Linked DNA regions of Mus musculus: all the other regions are linked to region 1. The links are chromatin contacts, called in public HiCAR-type, HiChIP or PLAC-seq and promoter capture Hi-C maps. All regions are on one chromosome and are shown on one strand. The core of a region is the stretch at or near the end of the contact, and the rest is flanking DNA. Distances in the headings are between cores, read along the strand shown. Region 1 holds the start of Zc2hc1a (zinc finger, C2HC-type containing 1A). Region 2 overlaps Stmn2 (stathmin-like 2). Region 3 holds the start of Hey1 (hairy/enhancer-of-split related with YRPW motif 1). Region 4 overlaps Stmn2 (stathmin-like 2). Region 5 holds the start of Stmn2 (stathmin-like 2).

Region 1 (3,525 bases), core at 470-2,969:
AGAGTTTAAGGGCCAGTACTGCTTAACATAAACCTGACTCATGAATCATGCTCATTGCATACTACATGAGGATCCTTATGTTCTACACACATACATACATACATACATACATACACACACACACAGAGTGTATATTATACTAGTATTCGATTATTTCTCCTAAATTTCTGATTTAGATAGCAAGAACTTTGACAATTTTTTATTCTTTGCATGCATAGATAAATAAGTGAAACATTGGATGAATATTTCTTTCACTGTAAATATTGATCAGTAAAAATCTGGGAAGTATTCTTAAACACTCTTCATGCAGTATGATAGCGTTGTAAAGTCTTCACACCTATGTTTCAACTCTATTCTCTATACAGTCCCTATACTAGTATAGTTGTAAATCACTAAAATGAGTTGCCTGTAGGGGTATCCAAAAATAGGAGATTTTTGAAAGGTATGCTGTCATTACAATTTCTCATTTCATGTTAATTTGAGTGGTACACCAAGCAAGACCTTCACAGCTAATCTGCAGCATAAATGATCTATTAGAATTCTTTATCACCTTCAAGATGTTTGGAGAAAGCTTAACTGCAAAATATCATTGTGAAATAAAATTCATAATCATATTATTATATTTTCTTTCTGGTACACTTAAATCACTGGGGAAGAGTTATCAGTTACCACTGTTAACTTCGTAACATGTCCTGAAATATTTGACTATCTATAATACAAGAAAATGAAGGGATCAAGTCCCCTATTCATTCCAAGTACAGTAAGTGGTGAAACAATTTTAAGAGAGAAAAAAAAACTATTTTAAGGCAGCAGGATCCAAATTTTCTGAAAGCTTGTATATCAGAAAGATCCCTAGTCTTTTTAAATCCTGAAACTGTTGTCACCACTGTTAAGATTTTTTTTTTCTTCCTTCCTTTGTTTTTTAAGTGAAATGTTGTCCTAGCGCGGGATTAAAATGGATGAAGAAAGGGAAAGAACTGGGAACAAAACAAAATCTGAAGCCATGGCTAAGGCACCAGGATAAAGTGAAGATAAGGAAGCAAAGCTGGCTTTTCCCTAGACCGTCCTCGTGAATAAACCATTAATGTTGAAGCTATTGTCCCTGCTGTAGAGCTCGCCAGGGACACTTCCTTGGGAGATGCTCCGGCATCTCTCCGAGCAAGGTGCGGTAGAAATGGAAGGAATGGACCTACGACTGTCCAAGGTGTGTGTCCAGAGCTCGCTGGAGGCAGGGCAGGTCCTGAGGGGTCAGCAAGAGCTGGCGACCCGGGCGTCGCGAACCTTAACCAAGAATACACTTTGCAAAGATAAGACTCGACCAGAGACACCTAGTGCCCACAGGAAACTCAGGGGTCCAGAAAGGACCCGACATGGTAGTTAGGCCTTGCAGAAGTGAGGACGCGGGGGCTCCAACCCCGCGGTGAAGTCGAGCACCGTGCCCGGCGGGCAGCCCGCGGCCACCGCTCCCGTAAGGGGCCGCCAGCTCCGCCCCGGGTGTCGGCGAGCGCGGGGACCTCGCTGCAGAGCCGGCCGGCCGGCCGCACTTGCCCCCAGACTCCAGGCCCCGGTCGCTCGGGCCCGCTGGAGCCCCGCGGTCGCATCCCCCTCGCGTCTCACCTTCCAGTCCGTCCATGACGCGCCGCCTCAGGCTCCGCAGGCAGCACCCGCCGCCGCCCAGTTCCTGCTGTAGCAACACGGCCGCACCTCCCACACTCTAACATCCCGGCCTCCTATTGGTCCGCGCGGGTGGGGGCGGGGTGACAGGGGCGGAGCTACTAAGGGCGGGGCTGCGCCTTCTGCCACCTCCCGAGGGACTCTCCTTCCACCAAGGTTTTTCCAACCACCCTCCCTGGAAACCGCAGCTACTTTTGTTGGCAATCCGAGATCCTTACACGCCTTTGTTCCACTTCAGCCACATTTAGGCTCACACCTTGTTTTCCAGCTTAGAATGCCTCCGCATCTCGGAGCTCCTCATCTCCAGTCAGTAAGAGAATGTCTTTTTAACAGGTCCCTCTGAGCTCTTGTAACAAGATAAGGGGGCCTTGGTCCAGCACCATCCCGTGTTCACTGCCCTTTTAAATCAAGCAACATCCTCTAGCCTTGTTCTTCAGACACAGCTCTATGGGCTAAGACATTGTTTCCTAGGTAAGTCATATTTTCTGTATGGGACTGTGGAACTGAGATTGCGCCAAACTTCTGAAACAGTTTTCTAACTATAAAAAGTTAGGCCCGAAATTAGAAATGAAACTTCCCCGTTGCACAATCTTTCCCTGGCCAGCACTATGCTTGCCCTCAACTGCAGTTCTGCATCTCATCAAGGCTGTACTGTACTGAGCGCTTTAAACTGGGAAGCTAACCTATCAAGGCACAAAGGTGTCTTTCTGTCAGAGTCAAAATGGAATCCAACCACTCAAACGGTTTTGCTTCACAGTCTAACACATTTTACCCTTACTAAAACTCTTCGAAAATTTTACTTAGCAAGAATAAACCAATCATATTGTTTACTGATTCTGGGGTGTCCATTACTAAGTTATCAATATATTTTGTTCGTAACAAGTCTTACACTGTTTTCTTGTTGAGCAGTTTAATTCAAAAGTTGTCTTAATTCTGTATACACTTAAATATGTCAGTAACTCTCTGATTTTGTTTAAACAAGCAAACGCCAAGAGGTCTTATCTGTGAGAAGACGCTCACAGTGGGTGTGAAGACCGTAGAGTCCGAGTCTGGTACAGAATAGTATAAGAAACTTCCATTCTGCAATTATCTCATGAGTCCTTTCCTTGTTCTGCTCTGGGCTTCCCTGACTTCTGAGTTTCTGGGACCTCCATGCAGGCAACCAACCTAGTTACCCTATATTGGTGTAGAGAGCCCCGCCACCACCAGTCCCCTGGCCATGCTTCTAAGACAAAATCAGATGAGGTTGAGGACAGCTTTCATAAGAATGCCCAAAAAAATAAAAAGAACACAAAAAGAATTATCAAAATAAAGAAGACATTTACTTTGCATATTGCAAGTTTAGACAAATATTAGGATGATGGACACAAGCCTTATTAGCCATAAAATCTACAGTAACATCAATAACAATAATAAAAATAGCAACAATAACAAAAGTACCTTAAGAGGCCCTGCCATCTAGAAGCCTTACAGGTGTGGCTGCTATATCACATGTCTGCCAGTAGATGGCAGAGAGGAGAGAAGCTATGTCTAGTTCAGTGTTCTGACCCATGAATAATTTACCTCACATTTCTGGAAAAAGGCCTGTCAGAAAAGCTACCAGTCTGGCATGAGGGGCCTGTCGGGGGCAGGGGTGGGGGGATGGGGAAGCATACAGTGTCCAGGGCTGAGATGACCATCAGAATGGTGCCATGGGGTCTGGGCAGAGAGGTATCCTGAGATGATTGCCAGTGGAGGGCTATGCAGGCCTAAGGGGATAGGCCATGCCTGACAGGACCCCTGACTAGCACCATAACGCATGAACAGGGCATTGTACTCCTGAGACAACCCCAGACATTCAGAGACCCTAGG
Region 2 (3,761 bases), core at 965-3,464, 1.1 Mb before region 1:
TGAGTCTGGACTGTTCCTTGTGTTAAAAGCTTGGTCCTGACACAGATTGGGCCTGTGAGATCTCCTTCCCTCTTCTTCTTCTTCCCTCCCCCTCCCTCTGTCCCTCCTTCCCTCCTGTCCCCTCCGTCCCTTCCCCTCCCTCTCTTGATCCCTCCCTAGGTGAGCAATACTGCTCTGTCTCACACGGCTGCTTTTCCACCGGCCTTAGCATAAAGGAATAGAACAATCACAGGCTGAAGTCTTAGAGAGCGTGAGGTAAAACAAAACCTCTTTCTTGTCTGTCCTGGGTGTTTGTGCAGTTCTAGTAGCTTTTCTGACACATCAGGCTCTGGAAGAGAGAGCAGTATTTGCTGCTATGCAGTTGTTCTGTACATTTTTGGGTGTAGAAGGCACAGGAGAGGGGAGTGACTCATCAGATCAATGGGATTTTGTGAATTTTCACAGAACATTTCAGCGGCATTTACACAATTTAAACGTAACACTCACCAGATCAAGAGCATGTTAAAGAAAATCTTTAAGTAGATTCAGGCTGAGCAGAGTGTCTCACTCCCCTACAAATAGCCCTTAGTTAGTTTGTGAAGGGGCTGGAGAAACTTCAGAGGTTGTAAGCCTTTCTGAAATAATGTGCAGTGTGAGATGCCAGGGCACTGTCTGTTACCCTCTCCTGCCTCTCACCATGCGCTGCCTAGGCAGCTCTTTGCTCTATACTTTCATTACCCAGCAAACAAGACTTTATTTCTTCCTCCTCAGCTTCCTTTCCACCCTACACCTACCATTTGAACAGGATTACGTAAGATTCCGTCAACCTGGTCTTCACGGAACATACCACAATTGATTCAGATTCCTTCTGCATGGTGGCCACTGGGACTGCTCCACGCAGCTGGAGCAGCGTGTTTACAGTGAGGCTGGGGGAGCAGTGAGCACTTGGCTTCAGGGTACAGAGCTCAGGGGTACATTGTAGAGGTGGAGGTCAGCAAGCTTGGCTTTGTTTCCCTTTATTTTCCAGTGCTGAAGATAAAACCAAGGCCTAATGCACCCCAGGCTGGTGAGCAATCTGCAGTTAACAATGACTTTGAGAATGATTGGTCTAGGGTAACATCGTACATGTAATCTCTCTTCACCAAAGAAATGGGATTCGGCAGGTGTTTGCTGGAGAATAACTGGTACTGAGGCAAGTTCTTGGAGGCAGGCATTGGACTGAGGTGAGTCACTCACCTCTCTATGGTCTGAGCTTCCTCTCCTCTCCTCTCCTCTCCTCTCCTCTCCTCTCCTCCCCTCCCCTCCCCTCCCCTCCCCTCCCCTCCCCTCCCCTCCCCTCCCCTCCCCTCCCCTCCTCTCTCTTTTCTTTTCTTTTCTTTTCTTTTCTTTTCTTTTCTTTTCTTTTCTTTTTCTTAACATTAGGCAGTGGGACTAGGCTGTATTCCTGCTTAGGGAGGGACACACTGTAGTGAGAGGCAGTGCCAACCACTTTAATACTCTGAAAGCCTCACACTTACAGTGTTGGGTCTAACTAAGCTTTGGGCTTATGGTCATTCATGGTCACATGTTCCTACTGACCTATGTAAAACAGAATGAAGACAGGTCTCGCCCTGGACTGATCAGGACTGCCAGCATTTCAAAGCATGTTGATAGGGCTGCAAAGGTGCCACTACTTACTAGCACTGGCTGCTCTTTCAGACCTTTGTCCTGGTGGCTCACAATCATCTCTTAACTCTAATCCCATGAGATCTGATGCTCTCTTCTGGCCTCCTCAAGCACTGAATACATACAGTCAGGCAAAACATCCATGTACACAATAATAATACTCAACAGACAAAATCTAAATAATAATACTAATGATAATAATAATAATAATTAGAATCTAATTTTTAAAAAAGCATTTGAATATTTTTAACCAAAAAATTAAATACTGGTTCTCACTATGTAGCCTTGCAATCCCAGAACTTGGGAGGCAGAGACAGATGGTGAATTTAAGGCCAACCTGGTCTATATAGAGAGCTGTTCTAGTCTCATCGAAGCTACATCGAAGACGCTGTTTCACTGGCTTAAACCTAGCCAGTGATCTTGTGAGTGACAGCCCAATTTATTTATTCATAAATCTGCATTGTTCCAATTATTTCTGACTTTCTGGTCAAATTGGATGCTGTTTGTCTGGTCGTGTAATATCCATCTGGGTCCCTGGCAGGACCCTGCCGTGTCCATGTGGGCCTGTGCTCATTGGCAGGATACAGTTTGGCAGTAGGATAGGGAAGTCACATTGTAACAGACGGCCTAGGCTGGGGGTGTCCTGTGGGCAGCATGAGAACTTGAGGTGGTTCCAGGAACCCCACGATGTCCAGAATGAGGCTCCATTGCTCAGGACCACTAGCCTGGACCTTCAGTTTCTCCTTCACTGTGCCTGTTGCTAAGGGGAACAGGTTGAAGGCCTTCCCCACTGTGTCAGCCTGTCCAAGGAAGCGGGAAAAGAGCTGTCCTGCTGCTTTACAAGGGAAGTCAACCAGCAGGCCCTTGGCTTCCTCCAAACTCAGTACTGCCTCTTTGCTCCCAAGACTGTCCAATCCAACAGCCCTCCTACTACAATCTCAGCATCAGGCTCTGAGCATACAGGGCCGAGAGACCAGACCAAACCGTTATTAGTTCACAGAACTCCAATTCTTTATTCATCACAGCTTGCTCACAATGACATACAAGAAGATAGCACTGACGAAGAGTAAATATGCAGGCAGTTTGGGAGTTGGGAGTTGGGAGTTAGGGAGAAACAACTTCAAAACTGCAATAGGTACGTATGCTGGGTGTCTGCTGATTCTTATACTTGGCACAAATGCCCTGCCTGGCCCCTTCACTGCGTCAGCATCACAGATGGAGTGGTTTGGTCTTGTTTATAGGCAGGATTGCCCTACACTGGGGAAGAAAGACCAGCTTGAGTAAAAGTCCACAGTGCTTGTGATTTTGTTTGTGTTTTTAATGCAGCAACCAGCTCACAGTCTCCAAGTGGAAAAACGTTCAGTAGCATTATGTGCTTGTACTACAGGCAAAAGCTTAAAATGAACATCATCACCCATGGCACCCACAGATAAGCCACCCGACATGTCAATTAATTCATCCCATCATAATAACTAAAATGAGAGAAATAAGCCCACTTCATGAAGAACAATCCCATGGCTGCTTGAACCCTCTGGCTTTGCGTTTGTGATCAGCACGTTGGAAGGTTCAGCCTTTCGCTTCTACCCTGACTGAGCTCAGATTTGTCTTCACATGCACCTGTTTCTAAAACCCAAACACATGTGTAGCGCGTAATCCATGAGGAGCAGACATAAGTGCTATGACTGGTAGATTCCCTTAGCCTGGCTTTGCCGCTTCTAGGCAGGAAGCAGATTACGAGCAAATGTGGAGGTTCACATGGACACACAGTACCCACGATCTAGGTGTGGTCTTGGTCACGCTCAGAGATTACGGAGTCATCTAGGTCATTAGGCAATGGTGGGTTTCTAGCACCATAGACTGTCTACTGACCTCATTTTTCGGTTGGAATGAAAAGGGCAGGGACTGAGTGGGGCTTCCAAAAGAACAGACCTAGCAAATCCATCTGAGTGGAAAGACACAACGTCAAAAGCCTGTTACAGGACATGTAAGATCATGAAATAACTTGCATAATGCAATACTTGTATTTTTTAACAAAAATGTAAATATTTACAAAATAAGATCCAAGGTACTTTTTTAAACATCAAGCAAAACATTCTGCAAAGAGACCGCATTGATTT
Region 3 (3,602 bases), core at 578-3,077, 1.2 Mb before region 1:
AGCTATGCAGTAGAGGTCATGCTGGTTCAGGTGCAGGGTGCTCCGTCACTTTAGGGGGAAACATGGGATGGCGTCAAGGGAGGCAGGTGATATGAGGCTCTGAAGATGGAGAAGATGGATGAAGAGAGGGGTCTGGAGGTGAGCTTCCAGCTTGTGACAGGAGCGAAGCGAGCTGTGAACATGGAGAGGGAAGCAGGCAGTGAGCCTTGGCTTGACCACTCCTAAGCTGTGTGGTGGGATATGTGCACTAGGAAAAAACAAAGCCAAGATGGAGGGACCTCACCTTTTCAGAGGAGCTGTGAGGGCTGAGGCTCTGAACAGTAGGGTGAAGTGCAATGAGAACTTTAAAAGGACCCAGGATGTGGTCTAAAGTGTGTGGATGGAGAACTGGACCTGGGAACTCGGTTTAGTCTGCATTTATGGAACCCATCATGTCTAGAAACAGAATTGCTTGCAAAGGTGTTGAGTTTCTTTTATTCTTCTCAACGGTTATGAAGTTTTGCTTCATAGACGGGATTGCAGGCTCCAAGAGTGGGGCAGGATAAAGACTGGGCTTTCTCCAGGTTGTCTACTTCTGTGAACGCTGAACTAGGGAAACAATCCATAAGATTTAAACTATTTTTTTAAAGTCGCCCTTCTTGGTGGGGGAGAGGGGAGAGCGGTGTGCAGAACTTCATATAGCACCCCAAACGCCCCTCCCAACTGAGACCAACGGGTGTGTGTGTGTGTCCGCGCGCGCGCGATGCGGGCCAGAAACGTGCATCCTCGCACAGATGATCGCACAGCCTCAGAAGCAAACACCCAGGCCGCCACCCTGTCGCCTGCTAAGAGGATCTGGCCGCCAACACTAGGGGGAAGGGAGGACAAAAACAAAACAAAACAACAGCAAAAATCCCAACATAATGAATGTCTCGGGGGATAGCTACTCCTCCCTCAAGCTAACCCAGAAAACAAGCGCTCTACTTCCCCGGAAATGACATGCATAGGGGCATGCATTTCGTCCCAAAGCTGAGAAGCCTTGCAGGATTAGCTTTAGAGGCTCCTAGAACCCAAAAAGCAGCATCCCTTGAGTCTCTCAGGCTCTGCTCCCAGAGCTGGTGGCCACCATCCAAAGGAGCGGCGCCCCAGGCGACTGTTCCTGTAGGACCCGCCAACTACGCCCGCCTCCAGCCGCGGGGCACCGGCAGCAGTGCAGAGAACGGGACGCGGGCGGTGGCTTCCGGGGCCCGCCGGCGCCCGGACTCCGATTACAGGTTCACACCAGGAGCCCGGCAGGCGCGCCCTCGTGCAGCCCGGCTCCCCCGCCTGGCTATTCTTCTCCATTCATGCAGCCGCCCAGAGCAGCCGCCCAGAGCAGCCGCCGCCGCCGCCGCCACCGTCGCCGCCGCCGTCGCCGTCCGTCCGGATTGGCTGGCGGCCGGGGCGCCGGCACTTTCCCACGGCCCGCGGCGCGTGCGGCTCACCGGCGGCGCTGCAGGCGCGGCCCTGGCACACGGCCAGGCCAATCCGGGCGCGCGGGGTGGGGCTGGGCGGGGCGGTGGCTATCGCCGGGCTGGTGTCCCGGGCCGGCCCCCCATTTCTGCCCGCCGCCGGCCCACCGCCGCCCGCGGCCCCCAGCCGAACTCCTGCGGAGCCGACGCACTGCCGCCGGGCAGGGGCGGGCTCCGGGGGCGGGGAGCAGCCAGCCTCGGCCTCCGCTCGTCCCGCCCCCATGCGGCTGCCAATCTGCGCAGCGAGGCGCCAATTGGCCGGGGCACGCGGTTACCCGGGAGCCGTGGCCCCGCCCCTGCCCCAACCTCTCCGCCTTCCCCGCCCTCCCCCTATCCATGGGAAGGGGCGCAGCGTGGGAAAGGGATGGTTGAGTTTTAACCGGAGACTGAGCGTGAGTGGGATCAGTGTGCACGCACCTCCCGCAGCCGAGCGCTGAGCGGCCACTGCAGTTAACTCCTCCTTGCCCGCCGCGCGACCCTCCTCGGAGCCCACGCTCCGCCACCATGAAGAGAGCTCACCCAGACTACAGCTCCTCAGATAGTGAGCTGGACGAGACCATCGAGGTGGAAAAGGAGAGCGCGGACGAGAATGGGTGAGTTGGCGGCGTCCGACCGATCCGGAGCGGGAGGAGAGGATGGGGTGCGCTGATGCTGGGTTCCCTTTGCCGGGAGTCGTGGGCCGGCAGCTGCTGGCTGGGAGCAATCGTCCCCGAGCCCTCCAGCTCAAGTTGCCAAAGAAATCTGGTGTAGGAGGGCTCTCCTTTCCTTTCTCAAGGCAATTGCTTCCCATCTTACAGAAACTTGAGTTCGGCGCTGTGTTCCATGTCCCCAACGACATCGTCCCAGGTTTTGGCCAGGAAAAGACGGAGAGGCGTGAGTACCCCCCCCCCCAATAATTTAAATATATATGCACATTGTTATATTAATTAATTAACTAACGGAAAGAACCACATTTCTTCTCGTTGGAATGTACAGTCATAACGTAAATGCCCTCCTTTGTTTTTGTCTGCTTCCCATAGATCATCGAGAAGCGCCGACGAGACCGAATCAATAACAGTTTGTCTGAGCTGAGAAGGCTGGTACCCAGTGCCTTTGAGAAGCAGGTAATGGAAGTATGAGAGCGCTGAGTGTAGCCATCGGCACCTTCTGATTCCCTCCCCTCCGTGCTTCTAACCTCATTTGTGCCAAGTCGTTGGATGTTCTTACACAAATTCCCACAGATTTTGTGGATATACGTGACTTTTGCTTTTTTTTTTACGTTTGTATTTTACATGTATGTATATTTGTGTGCATATTTTAAGTTCTCCAAAGGCACTTGTGTCAGATAAGCCTTTTGTCTTCTTTTTAGGGATCTGCTAAGCTAGAAAAAGCTGAGATCTTGCAGATGACTGTGGATCACCTGAAAATGCTGCACACTGCAGGAGGGAAAGGTATTCCTCTCCAGTTCAGCTGGGGCTTTGCGTGCTCGGCGTGGGGGGTGGGGGTGGTAGCAAGCGCAGTCTGGGATTGGTGCAGTCCCTGCCTGCTTTGCTTTGTGGGGTGGGGAGAGCAGTATGTGCTTGCCAGCCAAGTGCACCTTCAACAGCACATGGGTTCTTGAGCAGTGAATACATCACCCCAATCCTCTTTCAACTGAGCTAATGCACCTTTCAGCAAGCGCCTGTCTCCCGGAGCTCCTCCGGTTGTGACAGCCCTGATTTAGGTCAAGTCACTCATGTTTGTCTGTTGCTATTTAAGAAAGGATTGGGAAATGGCTTATTAAAAAGAACAACTAGATAGTCGGAATTTTATATACAGATTTAGAAAACGAACTGCCAAAAGAATTTGGAGGAAAGAGACATGTTGGGGCTAAATAGAGAGGAAAAAAAAATCTAACGGGGTGAGAGACTGAAGCCCGTGTCTGTCTCCAGCCACCAGATTCTTCACCAAGGACCAAGTGCCTAAAAGCTCCACGATGATAACTTACATCTGTGTGTCTAATGAATTTCACTGCTCTGTGGTTTCTCTGTCCTTGATGTATTTTTTGTTGTTGTTGAGGGAAAACATTAAAGGAGGGAACATAGTTTCATCTGCTGGTAGGGTATAATTCCAATTTCTGCTCAGCAGCTTCTA
Region 4 (3,334 bases), core at 346-2,845, 1.0 Mb before region 1:
CATGTTTGAATATGAAGAAACAGTCAAGTAAAGGAAAGGTCACAGCAGCTGTGCAGTCTGCAGCCCCATTTCAACAGATCTCCTCTGTCATTCTAAGAACTTCCCAAAGGTGAGGCAATCCATCTTTCTAGAAGTGCTTGCATGCAAGCCTCCACTTGAACTGGTATAAAGTGTCACCGCATCTGAATGGCTTTATGCTACCTATTTTAGTTCTGAGTATATCTTAAAAAAAAAAAAATCCTTGCCTTGAGATATGCTCTTCAAAGTCACTAAGAAAAAGACAGACAGAAGCAAATCTGCTGAAGACAGACTAACACTTATCTGGTTTTTTTTTGTTTGTTTGTTTGTTTGTTTTTTTACCTGATAGAAAAAAAACCACTTTGTGATTATCTTCAGTTTTGGGCATTTAATACACAGATTTTTATATGTCTTTATAATTTGAAATGCTTATTTGGAAAACACAATCCATGCTGTTTCCAGGGATGGCGGTACATCACTTTAATCCTAGTGTTCTGGAGGCAGAGGCAGGTAGACTTTTGAGAGTTTGAGGCCAGCCTGGTTCCAAGCCAGCTAAGCAACATAGTAAGATCTGTCTCAACAACATCAAAACAGATCCATGCTAGTGGATGCTAGTGTTAATATCAACTGTGAATAGAAAGTATTTTAATTTGGTGTTATTGCCAAATAACATCCCTGATACCTGCACCAAAGAGACTTCTTGTCGGGGTAGTTGTATTTAAATTGTAATCCCAGCAGGTGTGCTTACTAGTCATTAGCAGAAGGCAAAACCATGCCAGGCACGAGCCACAGGAGCTTCACGCGAGATCCAGCCGCATTTCCTGTTTCTCCAAACATAAGAGAAAGACCGCATTTCCTGTTTCTCCAAACATAAGAGAAAGACTAAAGTCTCTACGGACACTGTATAAAATGCCCTGTACACAGACTTACTCAGTGCTGTCCAGCAGCTGGATCTCCAAAGCACACTCATCAGAGTTAGTGCTAGTCAGTCACTGACGGTGTGCATTCAGTGTCTGCAGGTATGCTATGTCTATGTGTGCAGGCAGTGTCTATATCTATTACGTATACTATGCTTATGCAAACAGGCGTGTTTAAGCAGCAGTCAGGAAAGATTTGTCTTAAAGAAAGCAAGTCCTATGAGTTAGTTACACTTACACTTTATTGCTAGTTTGTGTTTCAAGAGAACACTGAATGCACACATGAACAAACCCAAGCAGAGAACACTGATGCAGTCAAAGGTTAGGGCTATCTTGTTTTACAAACCATTTTAGGAATTTTTATTATAAAGTATTATACACTTGGTAATCTGGGGTAGATTGCAAATGTTCTTAGCATATTCATAGAAGGTGAGCATGGGCTCAGGGAAATGCTGATTAGTCTTTTGTTGTTGTTGTTGTTTTACCATTTCACAGCGTCTAAATATGTTAAAGTATCACATTAAATCACACATTTCCACATCCATTGACTACACCTGTAGTCAATAAATCTCGAGGGAACTTGGGGCAGACTGTCAAGGGAGTCTCTCTGTGGGGGGAGGGAGGCTCTGAGGTGAAGGTGAGAGCCTCCCTTGACATGAGCTCCGGAGGATGGATCCCGGCATGCCCTGCTCACTGCTGCTTCTTCCCTGCCGTGTCCACACACACTTTCTCTCCACGGTCTCCAGTCACACAGCCTGCCTGACAGTGGCGTTTCTCTTTAGTGTTGTACATGTGTAGAACGGAGTTCCTACTCTTGTGCGGTTTCTGTTGGTATGGATGGACTCCTTGTTGGAGGTCGGTAGAATAAGCTGTGAGGTGGAGAGTGTCTTAACTGAGCTTCGGGAGATTTTCATGACTGAAGATTCCTTATCTCCCTACCCCTGTCTTGCTCCCGGGATCAAGCTCTGCCACTAGACTACATCTAAAGGTCTGCAGAACTTGAACAGACCAAGCCACCTCTCCACATACTACTGGCTGACCTTATAGTTGGTTTTAAAATACTCAATAGATTTTAAAATGGAATAATCTTTCCTTTACATACACTTTGTTTTCTGAAGTAAAAACATCCTTTATCTACCTTATGTTAGACGAACATAAGGTAGATAACATTTATCTTAATAATAAATAAACTTGTTATAATAAAGAAAATCTTACAAGTTTTATGTTCATATTTATGTCTTAAAATGTTTTCTTCTTTCTGGATCTTTGTGTTTCATAATCGCTGTGTGTGTGATAGTGTGAATGTTATCTAAGGCAACAAATGTTTCAAGAAGCAACCCATATCTCTGATTTCAAGTTGTTAAATTTTCAGGGCATATCCCACTTTTCCTAATGCTTCATGAAAAGTCTATTTTTGGCTTCAAATATTCTTCCTCACAGGCAGAAAGTGATCCATAAAACATAAGCCATTTGCATGCCATCTGGAACTCTCTGATAGTCACTCTTACGATATGAAGATTCCCTGCTAGTGTAACTAGATGGAGAGACTGGGGTGGCCTATGGATTTTAATTTATTTGTGGCAGCAAATACTCTGTTCATTGGTTAAAAACACAATAAAAATAGAATTAAACATTTGATTTGCACATATAAATGTGAATTGAAATTTGGCATGGTAATGTGCTATTATAAAAATATCACCAGTTGGTGATGCAAAAACCCAAGGATACAATGTTTGTTCTTTAGATTCTATTCACCCTAGATTTATTTATTTATATTTTTCTCAAAAGTAGGGTTTTCATTGGAATATTGTTCACAGTTTTGAAATCCAGCTATGTTATAATTGGTTAAGTAGACAGAAGGTCTATCAAGTAGAATGTGGTGACCATTTGTATATGTCATGTAGCCTCCAAAACTAAGTATGTGTATGTCATTCAAACATCACGCTTCCTATTTCAAAGGCTTTGTAGTATCTTTGGCTTTTCGAGGAAAGACCCCCTTTCCTGGCTTGCTCCTGACCAAGTTACCCCCTTTCCTCTATTTTGTTTACTTATTTTTTTTCTCAACCTTGCATTTTTTGGGAGTGGAGAGGGTGTCTCTCCTGTAGTATATTCTGTATTCCCCTACACGTATTCCTCTGAACATTCGTTCAGTTAACAGATGTCCACAAATGCTTATCCTTTGGTTGCTGAGCAGGGAGGGGCTGTCATTCATGAGTAAGCAACAGATGCTGAGTTTGTCAGTTGTCCTAGAAACTGAGTTTAGTTGGAGGTTAACAGTCCAGAGGTCACAAATAGCATGGTGGGGTTGGCTTCTACCCTTGAAGTTCACTAGCTTTGAAAAATGCTAGAAGATGGGTTTTCTGAAACCTTTCCTGTGACATCCTCTTAGAGCAGACAGC
Region 5 (3,659 bases), core at 233-2,732, 1.0 Mb before region 1:
TGCAGGCCCCTCCCAGGCTGTCTACCCTAGGGAAACAAGCACAGGACCTTTTCGGAACGATGGCACTGGATCTAGACTGGACTCTATTGCGGTTTTACAGATTTGGCTCCGTCTGACCCACAAAATTGAAATTGCACGAGGCTCATCTTAAAGACCTTGACCTCTTTTGCTTTATGTCACCCTTACACATCTTTATCTGTATTATTTTCTGTATACCCTTCTAGGTTCCCTAATTGCCCCCTCCCCTCCCCCCGAAATGACCCAAGGAGTTCAGAATAGCTCCCCCACCCCCTGCTTCTTTCCCTTTTTTGATTTTTTTTTTGCCACTATGTTTAAATATCCTATTTAATGTGGTTCTGAAAAATATGTTAACGAAGAACAATGAGGCCAGGGTGGAGCGGCTGAGGTTAGCGGTCAGGTCAGGCACGCAGGCTGCTAATGAGTGAGTGGGGCGTGGCGGGGCTCTGCCGTTCCCGCAGGGTTGGGTTTTTCAGTGTTGTGCTGAGCTCCCCATTAGGCCCCCATTCTACTGAGGGTGTGGAGCTGGGTCCGGGTGGGGACAGCTTGACTCTGCACAGGGTGGGGCTGTCCGCATAGTATGCCCAGCGCTGCAGGTGCCCCCCCCCACACTCCCACCATTGCTTCACACACAAAGAAACCCCACCCCGGCGCCTTGGGAAGCCAGGTCCCTTTACCCCTCCCTGCCGCGCACGCTCTCCCGCCCCTGCAGCTGCCCACCCGCGCCCTCCACGCCCTCCTCCTGTTTCCCCTCCCTCTTCCTAAAACAAAGGAGCTAAGGTCCTACCCCACCCCTCCGGCCGCCTTACCTCCCCGCACCGCGCCCCAAGACTAGTGGTTTTTCCAAGATAGACAATACCATTAAATGTGCCCACTCCCCTCCCCCGTTCCCACTCCTCTCTCAAACCTCCAGGATGGGACCGCTTTGACTTTGCATTTTCTCTTTTATTCCAACATCACTCCCTTCCTGTCCCTATTATCTTTTTAAACTACAGAATAAATATAGGACGTTCAAAACCACTTTCCGAAATGTCCCTTCACCTCACTAAAGGCAAATCGTTAAGGTAGCCCCCTCCCCTCTGATGGACACTTTAGTTTTAAATATGGAAGCAGAATAAAATTCCTACCCATTGGAGGAAAACTTACCTGCTTCTATCTTTTAAAAAGAAACCATTTACTTTAGTTTTTCAAAGACACCCTTCCCCCTTTGGTCTCTTAGAGCTCCCTCCAACCTTTCCCGGTTCCTGTCATGAATGTCTTTCCCTTTATAAAATATCTTTTAATGTCTTTAGAGATCCGAGAGAGAAAGGGAGAGATTGGCTCCAGATAGAGCCCGTGGGGAGCAAAACGCGATTCTTACCCATTGCTGTTTTAGCCATTGTAGGGATGTGCACGCACGGAGTGGTGGCGAAGGCAAAGGAGAAGGGTCCAGCTGTAGCCGCGGAGAGAGCGAGAGAGGAGTCTGAGTAAGGCACTGAGTCTGCAGAGTGGGACCGTGCTAGAGAAAGAGCAAGAGGCAGGAGCCCATGAATAATTATCACGCAGAAGCTCAAGCAGATTGGCTCTCAGGGTCCCCTGACATGACTCCCGCAGAGTGAGAATCTCCAAGCATTAAATATTGATCGGCCAATGGTGCTGGAGTACAAAGTACCAGAATGCAGTTTGAAATGGAAATCAGTCCTTGTCTGGAAGCTCCCCCCCATTTTGGAGCCCAATAGTACAGTCCAAGTGGAGTGGTGCCTTAGCCTGGAAGCCTCCTTGGAGCTAAGGACTGGGCTGTGCTTACCTGTACCCAGGAGGCTATACTTTGCTCAAACATGTGTCATTGCATAGATTGGCACAGAGAAGGAATAGACTCAGGGGCCTGAGAACCCACCCCAGTGTGCTGAGTTTTGGAAAAATCTGTTTAAAGCTTGTGTTACCAGTGTTTCTTATTTTCTCTTTTACCTTTGGCCCTGCCCTTGGTGAATCCTGGCCTCCCTAATATATGATGGAATTCCCAAACCAACCCATGTCTGGCTGTGGTGGCAGCTCAGAAATGGCCTGGGCTACTGGTCTTTCTTTCTAGCATAGCTGGGCTCCAGAGTGCATGATCTCAGGAGGGTCTTATAACAGAGGGAGGGTGGCTGTCTTTTCCTCCCTTTAGCATAGAGGAGAGGACTGTTGGCTACCTGGGCAGAGATGTAAGTTCCATCTAAGGACATGATGCAAGAAAGCACACGAACTTGGACAAGGAGTGATTTTTCCTGCATTCACAGTCAGATTAAGCACTATGAAGTGCAATGAACTTTGAAACATTATAAACAAGGTATTCACTCATTCACTCATTCATTCGTTCACTTCAAAAAACATTTAGCAAATGTCCATTCTTTCTCAATTCCTATATTTTCTGAGCATGTGCAGAGCACTGGAGACACAGCATCAGGGATACTTTTTGGACCTGTGTTCATGGAACTTTTGATGTGCAGGATTGAACTCTACTGTACTGACATTGTATCAGCCTAAACTCATGTAGGAATTGTGGTTGAGATTTAAAAATAGCAAGAAAGAGATACTTCCATCTCAGAGATGAAAAAAAATAAAAAAAAGAACATCGTTGCAGTGTGAACATGAATGAAACACTCTTTAACTTTAAAGGTATCAAAAATTAAGATTTTGCCCATTGGTAAATTGTTTGGTAGTTACTAGGTTACACTTAAAAAAAAATTTTTTTTTTAAGTATCCTGAACAGAAAAGCAGAAGCGCTGTCCGTGGTGCTGAAATGGCTCTGCACTTCCGGTTACTTTGTAAAGCGTCTTCACACTCTGGATGACTTGCTGACTGGCAGGAAGCTACTGGGATGGGAGCATTCCTGACCTGCTGAATCACAGGGAAAAAAAAAATAAAATGAAGATCAATACAATTATTTCTTGAGCAGGAAGATGAGAAATTATTTCTGTCATCGAACAGGTCCATGACTATGATGCAGATAGAGTACTGTAGGAAATTGGCAGGGTTTGGAAAAAAAATGATCATTTTTTTTCTTTCCCCAAAGTCATTTCCCAGTATAAATGTGAGAGCTTCTTCCTTCTCTGAAGGCTAGTTAGCAACCAGAAGATGAGGAATCTTCAGCATGCCTGCGTGAGTAATATCCCCCCACCCCCATTCTACCCAGGCTGTGTGCCATCTGTATACACTCTTCAACCTCCTTGGAGGATGGGACCCTCAGCCATGACATAATGTCTTTAACAGTTACAATTGGCAATTCAATGAGATCTATTGCACTTGTAGCACAAAACACAATGCAGTCCTCATTTTTTACTCTCCACTGAGTATTCCTTCCTGAGAGACAGGAGCAGGAGAAAGAGGTCAGTGTGTGCAGGGGCAAATATCAGATGAGTGGCTTTTAAAACAATTGTGACTTTTTGGAAGTTCTAGCCACTTCACCACAGCTCTGTATGATTTTCCAAATAAAGAGGGGATAGCTTAGTATAAATTACTATAAAACACCAAGATAGTGAGTTATTGTCAATTGGATAAGAAAGTGAGATGGATTAAAAGATTTGTGTCTATATAGATTAATGCCTTTTATTTTTTTGACACCACAATGTGTTATCATGCTTCTTGTTCTGGGAAATTATGGCAAAATAGGAATTGGAAGT

What was found. Promoter capture Hi-C pulls out the DNA fragments that hold promoters and counts their contacts. HiCAR-type assays count read pairs that join an accessible place to other places. HiChIP or PLAC-seq counts read pairs in DNA pulled down with a chosen protein or histone mark.
Region 2: a contact with region 1 is called in a promoter capture Hi-C map of hippocampal neurons, with 4 times the contacts expected there. The contact joins the enhancer-like site here to the promoter of Zc2hc1a in region 1. A contact is called at or near these places in 10 of 39 promoter capture datasets (the 3T3-L1 cell line, 3T3-L1-derived adipocytes, the C10 cell line and 5 more), 3 of 115 datasets of contacts at active chromatin or transcription factors (astrocytes, embryonic forebrain and embryonic stem cells) and 1 of 9 other capture datasets (embryonic stem cells).
Region 3: a HiCAR-type map of astrocytes shows a contact between it and region 1, with 10 times the contacts expected there. The contact joins the promoter of Hey1 here to the promoter of Zc2hc1a in region 1. A contact is called at or near these places in 14 of 39 promoter capture datasets (the 3T3-L1 cell line, the C10 cell line, the SN4741 cell line and 9 more), 3 of 484 Hi-C or Micro-C datasets (embryonic stem cells, hematopoietic stem and progenitor cells and natural killer cells), 5 of 115 datasets of contacts at active chromatin or transcription factors (astrocytes, embryonic forebrain, fibro-adipogenic progenitors and 2 more) and 2 of 9 other capture datasets (adipose tissue and macrophages).
Region 4: an H3K27ac HiChIP or PLAC-seq map of embryonic stem cells shows a contact between it and region 1, with 22 times the contacts expected there. The contact joins the enhancer-like site here to the promoter of Zc2hc1a in region 1. A contact is called at or near these places in 8 of 39 promoter capture datasets (3T3-L1-derived adipocytes, the C10 cell line, cranial neural crest and 5 more), 2 of 484 Hi-C or Micro-C datasets (both in embryonic stem cells), 7 of 115 datasets of contacts at active chromatin or transcription factors (embryonic forebrain, embryonic hindbrain, embryonic stem cells and 3 more) and 2 of 9 other capture datasets (embryonic stem cells and macrophages).
Region 5: a contact with region 1 is called in an H3K27ac HiChIP or PLAC-seq map of embryonic stem cells, with 20 times the contacts expected there. The contact joins the promoter of Stmn2 here to the promoter of Zc2hc1a in region 1. A contact is called at or near these places in 17 of 39 promoter capture datasets (the 3T3-L1 cell line, 3T3-L1-derived adipocytes, the C10 cell line and 9 more), 3 of 484 Hi-C or Micro-C datasets (all in embryonic stem cells), 12 of 115 datasets of contacts at active chromatin or transcription factors (astrocytes, embryonic forebrain, embryonic hindbrain and 3 more) and 1 of 9 other capture datasets (embryonic stem cells).

Annotation. Positions count from the first base shown.
Region 1 is chr3:7,501,620-7,505,144 of GRCm38.p6, reverse strand. Zc2hc1a (zinc finger, C2HC-type containing 1A) reads right to left here and starts at 1,719. Exons shown (of 9, transcript NM_173181.3): 1 at 1,618-1,719. The coding sequence starts at 1,633. It also overlaps the pseudogene Gm23592.
Region 2 is chr3:8,560,479-8,564,239 of GRCm38.p6, reverse strand. It overlaps Stmn2 (stathmin-like 2), which reads right to left. Exons shown (of 5, transcript NM_025285.2): 5 at 2,636-3,761. Among named protein-coding and RNA genes, the nearest start is that of Stmn2, 53 kb to the right of the region's middle. Within about 2 kb of position 2,214, at least 16 of the 459 cell types and tissues checked have an H3K27ac peak or open chromatin away from gene starts, as enhancers often do. A contact at or near this core is called in hippocampal neurons, where this site is marked.
Region 3 is chr3:8,665,263-8,668,864 of GRCm38.p6, reverse strand. Hey1 (hairy/enhancer-of-split related with YRPW motif 1) reads left to right here and starts at 1,827. Exons shown (of 5, transcript NM_010423.2): 1 at 1,827-2,083; 2 at 2,288-2,363; 3 at 2,510-2,593; 4 at 2,839-2,920. The coding sequence starts at 1,995. LOC115489673 reads left to right here. Exons shown (of 2, transcript XM_030252957.1): 1 at 1-1,641; 2 at 1,787-1,941. The coding sequence starts at 979. The coding sequence ends at 1,927.
Region 4 is chr3:8,525,337-8,528,670 of GRCm38.p6, reverse strand. All of the region lies in intron 1 of Stmn2 (stathmin-like 2), which reads right to left. Among named protein-coding and RNA genes, the nearest start is that of Stmn2, 17 kb to the right of the region's middle. Within about 2 kb of position 1,595, at least 3 of the 459 cell types and tissues checked have an H3K27ac peak or open chromatin away from gene starts, as enhancers often do. A contact at or near this core is called in embryonic stem cells, where this site is marked.
Region 5 is chr3:8,507,350-8,511,008 of GRCm38.p6, reverse strand. Stmn2 (stathmin-like 2) reads right to left here and starts at 1,482. Exons shown (of 5, transcript NM_025285.2): 1 at 1,379-1,482. The coding sequence starts at 1,397.